2 separate regions of the Mus musculus genome follow, and region 2 is linked to region 1. A link is a contact called in public HiChIP or PLAC-seq data. All regions are on one chromosome and are shown on one strand. Each heading gives the region's core, a stretch centred on a gene start, on an enhancer-like site or on the middle of the called end of the contact. The rest is flanking DNA. Distances are from core to core; before and after follow the strand shown.

Region 1 (3,037 bases), core at 354-2,853:
AGCAGTGTGGAAGTGTAAGCTGAATAACCCTTTCCTCCCCAACTTGCTTCTTAGTCATGATGGTTTGTGCAGGAATACAAACCCTAAGACAGAGAGCTATTGCTCTTTAGTCTATATGGGAAGCTAGGTTCTCATATTAGCAAAGGAATGCAGTATCACTAGTAGTAGCAGCAGCAGCAGCAGCAGCAACAACAACAGGGTAGGTGAACTTGCATGTGAGAGCAAAGACAAGTCTAGGCTTCAAAATGAGTTTAGGGACAGTCTGGGCAGCATAGCGACACTCTGTCTCAAAAACAAAGAAAAAAAAAAGGAAGAAAGGAAGAGAGAAAAGAAAGAAAGAAACAACACATTAATAAAAATACTAGTAAGAGTATTACCAGTTACTCTCCTTTTGTTTTTGAATCTGTAAGAATGTTATAGTACATGGGAAACACTGTTAAATACTTCATTTTATGTTTAAAAAATCCCATCCATTGTTCACAGAATTACACTGCTCTAGTGAATGATTACAATTTGCTAATGAGACGAGAAGCAGTCTCTGTACATTGTTGTTTCTGTCCCTGTCATGGAAGAGGGGTTGTTCTTTTCTGGATAAAGGGGCAAGCTTTTCAGAGTCAGGTGGAGAGGAACTGGCTGTCAGGGTAGCAGTGTGTGGACGGACAGCCCCACTGGGAGGAGGACACTCCTGAATTGAGAAGTAAGATCCATCCATTATTTAAAAATAAACAATAAGCAACTTTTGAATCGCAGTGCTGTGTTTCCTTCTGGGATTCAGGTGACTACACAAACCACTTGAGTTTCATTTTTATGGTTTATGAAGCTCAAGGGGATTATATGCTCATGATTTACAGTTGCTGTTTCACATAGTGTTTATGGCACCGTATGCTATGTATGATGATATCGTGTGCATGCCTGTACACAGAGTTTAATTAATGACCTAGAGATTATCCTTGGCCTGACTTATTGATGTCTCAGTGCTGGAAAATGAGTGCTCACACACTGAGAAATCGGAGCAGTCAGGGATGAGAGCTGCAGCTTTGGAGTGAATTTCACACCGTCTCATGGTTGTATCAGCTGCTGATGTGGTGTTTGGGATTCTGCAGGTGCTGTGCGCCTTTCCAGCTCAGCCTGCACTCTTGTAACCAGCAGAGAATTAAAAGTGAAATGAGACTTTGAGGCCTTTGATTCAGCTTTCCCCCATATTTTTGGGAAGCGCAAACAGATGTAAAGGCACTTGAGTTTCTGGCTACTCTTTCTTGCAGAAGCAATTAGCTTCCCTATTTCTTGCAATTGGGGTTGAGTTCTGGAGTGTGCTTGTGTAAGGATATCTTTTTGGATGTGAAAAGAAGAAAAGTCATGGATTCAGTTTGCAATAAAAAAAAAAGCCTTTTATTTATTTAATTTTTTGTATCTTTAAAATAGCTCTTCCGAGAAGCTGATTTTAAAATGCTAAGCTGGAGAACAGTTTAATTAGATTGAGTTCAATGGTTCTCAAAAAAAAAAAAAAAAAAAATCCGTAGGTCCTTTTCTCAGGAAGGCATGTGGAGAAGACAACAGATGAGAGAGAGGGGCTTCCCTATTGTCTCTGGCCCTAGCTGACTGAGAGGCAGCTGGGAACGCGGTTAAACTGGCTAATTGTGTGGTTCAGATACTCTGCTAATGGGCGGTTTACTTAATCTCTTTGTGTCTGTTTTTCTGTCTATAAAATAAGGGTGACAGGGCAACATTCTATCATAGAGTTATTGTGACATTTAAATCCATGAGTTATTCAGATAAAGGTCCTGTATGCGGTACTTTCTCTCAGCTACTGTAGCTGATACTGGAGTCTCAGGGAATTGATCTGTAAATCTCTGAGTCACTCAAATACTTACTGAGTGCCCGCTGTGTACAGAGGGACAGAGGTAAGTGCTGGGGAGACGGTGGTGAGTGAGACAAAGCCTCTCCTTTCCATGTCTCATATTCCAGTGGTCTGGCACAGAGGCTGGCAACTGTGTCTTGTAATGGGCCAGACAGCAAATATTTCAGACTTTGTGGTTACTCCTGAGAGTGGAGGGCAGGAGGAGGAGGAGGCCATTGCACAGACCCTGGTGAGAACCGTGAAGTCCCTGACCGCACAGTGATACGTGGCAAGAGTCAGGGGAGGACAGATCCTGAATGTATGCTTGGAAGGTGGTATCAGTAGACAAACCAACACATGGTGGAGGTGACGTGTGAAGAATGAGAGGAGGCAAAGTTGAGCATTTGTTTCCTGGAGTCACACACAGCCCAAGGCCATTCTTTAAAGATGGAGGAAGGGAAATGTAGAGAGGATTGAATTTCTCCGAGTCCTTGCAGTGAGGAATGACCACGCCTAGTCCAGGAGGTTCCCCTGTTCTTCATAATCACTTATCTTCGCCAGCTAATCTTCCTCCTCCTCTGACACCTGGTCACATTGACAGGAAAAGGTCTTTGGTCCTCATTTTAAATTGAGTTTGCTGAACACAGTAACACTTCAAGGTGTAAAGTATGTGGCAGTTTGAGTGTCCTTTTTACTTTTCCTTGCCTTTCTCAACAGGCCCTTGGGCAAGGGGTGTGCACCTGGAAACTTTGCCAAGAACATGGCATAGTGGTGTGTAGAGTGAACCTGGATAGTGTGTGCCTTACTCATGCCCACAAGGCAAAGTGACCTTCCACTGCCTCTACTCTTCATCAAGTACCCACTACCTGAAGCACCAAGTGCCAACAATCTAGGTAGCCCTGCCTTGACTAAGCCTTTTGAGGAGGGAGCACAAGCCGTGGAGGATGGGAGCACAGATACTGGAAGCATACCCTATCCCCACTAACTGTTTGATAAGGAGACTGTAGATCCATATGACCCATTCTTCTAGCTAAATTATTGTTTCATGTCTTGCAAGCTTCAGAAGGAAAAAAATCAAATTATCAAATTATATATATGCAATTGTAATTGATAAGATATCCAGTATTTACTATGGCCTGAAAGATGTCTTTTTTATTGTGTTAAGGATGTTAGTCAGCAATAAATTGTTTGTCAAAGCGT
Region 2 (3,037 bases), core at 358-2,857, 230 kb after region 1:
CAGGTCTGGTTTAGGGGGTGACACTGTTAAGATCTCAGGGACGTAGCTCGATGTCCTTCATAGAGGATGATGCTCTGCTCCTCAATCTCTCCTTCCACTCTTCTGTAGAGCCTTAGGCACAGCGCTGTGCTACAATTGTGTCAGTTGGGACTGGATTCCCATGATCAGTTATTATGCCTATTTTAACCAGTTGTGCATCTCTGTGATGGTCTCTGCCTGCTGAAAAGAGCGGCTTCTTTGATGGTTGAGAACTACACTCATCTGTGAATATAAGGATAGGTTTTTGTTTAAACAGCCTAGGATGGTCTCAGACAAGATCCCCCTTCCTTAGTCACTCCAGTTCTGAATGTACCTGGCCTCATATATTTAAAAATGTATTTAAACAAACACACTTTAATATAATAGCTTCAAAGCTATAACTCTTGTAGAAGAATGCTATTTTCCATGCGTGACGGCCAACTTGGCAGGAAGTAGTAGAAAAACCTTTTAGATATTGTCTGTGATGGAGTTTGAATTGAGGTGAGAAGATCCACCCTAAATGTGGATGGTGCCATCTCATGGGCTGGGGCTCAAGGTGTATAAAAAGTGGAAAAAGAGCTGAGCACCAGTATCACTTATTCTCTGCTTCCTGACTGTGCATGTGATGTGACCAGCTACCTGAAGCAGCTCCCACCATGTCCCCTTGTCATGACAGACTGTCCCTCAAAGTGTGAGCCAAAAAGTCTCCATTCCTTAGCTGCTTTTATCCAGTACCTTGTCACAGGACAAGAAATGTAACTAATTCCTGTGTTTCCAGGATAGGAGCCTAACTCATACTGGGCATAGTATCTCAGAGATCAGACAAACGACAGCATTGCTGCTCTCTGAGGATATCTGAGGAAGCCACTGGAAAATGCAAGAAATCAGGGCTGGGATAAAATATTGGTAAAACAGAGCGGTTTGGGTTTATTGGTTTTTTTTTTTCAGCTGATCCCTAAATCCATTTTTTAGTAGTGCTTTCAGGCATTCCTTCTGAAACTTGAATGTGTGCATGAATGTGTGCCCTGGGATGGGTTGACATGAAGGATTCATGGGGGGGAGCTCAGGAAGGGGTGACACCCACCTGCATTTCTAACAGCTTTCCCTCTACTGTAGAGCCACTAGCCTCTGTTCTTTATCGTGGGAAACAGTGCTACAGTTGGTGGGAGATTTCCCTACCTGCCTTCTTGCTGTAACTTGGATCTTCATCAAAACTCTAAATTAATTGGTTCAGATATTATTATTTTCATTGACAAATGATGCAATCACACCTCAAAGGGGTGAGATGACCTTCTCATATGCCCAAATCACAGTGCTATGACTTCAATTTAGCTCCTTGGCTTCTGGACAGCAGCTGCTTCATGGCTTTTAAACTCTCATCTATAAAAGCACATGCTAATTAGTGTTTTTGGCTGGTGCACATCTACACACACACACACACACACACACACACACACACACACACACACACACAAGGCTGCAGTTGAGGAGGGAGTGATAAGACCCCCTGAAGCTGCAGCTGCTTGGGGGCCAGCTTGGCAGCAGTCTCTGGAAATGATCCAGCCACTGCAGCACGCTCTGGAAAGTTGCCTATCCTTCACGTTCTGCCCACTCCAGCACAGATGTGAGCTCTTTCCTTTACGTTTACTCTGCACATAAGCTAAACCACGTTTCACCCACCTCTGAGATAATCTGCTTCCATGTTGCTGCCCAAGTCAGAAAGCTATTTATTGTGATGCTGGAAAAGATTGTTCTTCTCACTCAAGGAAGGCGCTGCTCTCAGGGAGAGAGCCTGAGCATTCTGGGAAAAGGGAAAAAAAAAGTCTTTGAAGCATTTCCAACCAAATCCTTGGAGAGGTAAACATATTTTCAGCCATAGGATTCCAGGTTAAAGAAGTGTGTCCCCCACTTGTTTACAAAGCATCACAGCAGCTGTTAGGCAGCTCCTGCCCCCACTGGACAGAAGAGGCATTTGGAAGAGATGCCAGGCCTCCCATACAGTCTGCTCTCTTGCAGCCCTGGGGGAAGAACTCAGCCTCATCAGCCACCAGCAGTGCAGGGAGCTCGGGAGTACTAGGATGGGATGCAGCTGAGACAGGGCTGCCTTCTCTGGTTCCACGTCGGTGTGCTCTTTTTATTAATGTTTAAAAAAAATCACATTCCCTCTCCATTTTTTTTTAGTACAGAGGTGAAAAAAAATCACCTCTCCGTATTCCCTGCTGGCTATCCATTTCCCAGTGATGCACCTGCTGTAGGATACAGTGCCCTGAATTTCTTAGGTAAGGAGTCACTTAGCTCCACTTGCAGTGGCTCATGTTGGCTTCCTTCTGCCTGTCTGCTCCTACATAAAAAGTCAGTTTGTGTCCAGCATTGTCTGTGATGTCCTCCTTGGACATGCCAGGGCACAGTGATTGCCTGCTTTCCTAATCCTACAATGCTATGTGTTCTCAGCATGTGTGCAACCACGTTTTTCAGAATGCTATTGGTGAGAAAAATAAATGGCTGCCATTTCTGGTATGGATGCTGTGCGTTTTACATTGTAAAAGGCTTGTTGATGAGCTTTCCCATTCATCCTCAAGAAGAATCCAGCAGGCACGGTTATCATCATTTGAAGATGAGAAATCTGGAGAGATGGCTTAGTTGGTAATATGCTTGCTCTGGAATTATGAAGTCCTGAGTTTGGATGCCCAATACTAATACAAAAATGTCATTTTATAACTCCAGTGTGGGGGAAAGTGGAAAGGATTCCTGGGGCCTGGTGAGCAGTAAGTCTTGCCAAATCTGAGCCCTAGGTTCTCTGAGAGATCCTGACTCAAAAAAAAAATAAGGTAAACAGTGATAGAGGAAGATATGCAATGTTAACCTCTGGCCTCCACACACACACATGCATGGGCACACACATTCATATATCACACACACACACACAGAAACAAACACATGCACATGGTCACATTCACACAATGCAACATTACACATACTTGAAAACTGAGGCATAGAAGATTAAGAACTTGCCAAAAAT

Evidence for each region. HiChIP or PLAC-seq counts read pairs in DNA pulled down with a chosen protein or histone mark.
Region 2: a contact with region 1 is called in an H3K4me3 HiChIP or PLAC-seq map of embryonic basal ganglia, with 3 times the contacts expected there. The contact joins two enhancer-like sites. A contact is called at or near these places in 2 of 484 Hi-C or Micro-C datasets (cerebral cortex and embryonic stem cells) and 2 of 115 datasets of contacts at active chromatin or transcription factors (SST interneurons and embryonic basal ganglia).

What each region holds. Positions count from the first base shown.
Region 1 is chr4:12,271,503-12,274,539 of GRCm38.p6, forward strand. No RefSeq gene overlaps it. Among named protein-coding and RNA genes, the nearest start is that of Gm46846, 99 kb to the left of the region's middle. Within about 2 kb of position 1,604, at least 8 of the 459 cell types and tissues checked have an H3K27ac peak or open chromatin away from gene starts, as enhancers often do. A contact at or near this core is called in SST interneurons and embryonic basal ganglia, where this site is marked.
Region 2 is chr4:12,505,389-12,508,425 of GRCm38.p6, forward strand. No RefSeq gene overlaps it. Among named protein-coding and RNA genes, the nearest start is that of Gm46846, 330 kb to the left of the region's middle. Within about 2 kb of position 1,608, at least 35 of the 459 cell types and tissues checked have an H3K27ac peak or open chromatin away from gene starts, as enhancers often do. A contact at or near this core is called in SST interneurons and embryonic basal ganglia, where this site is marked.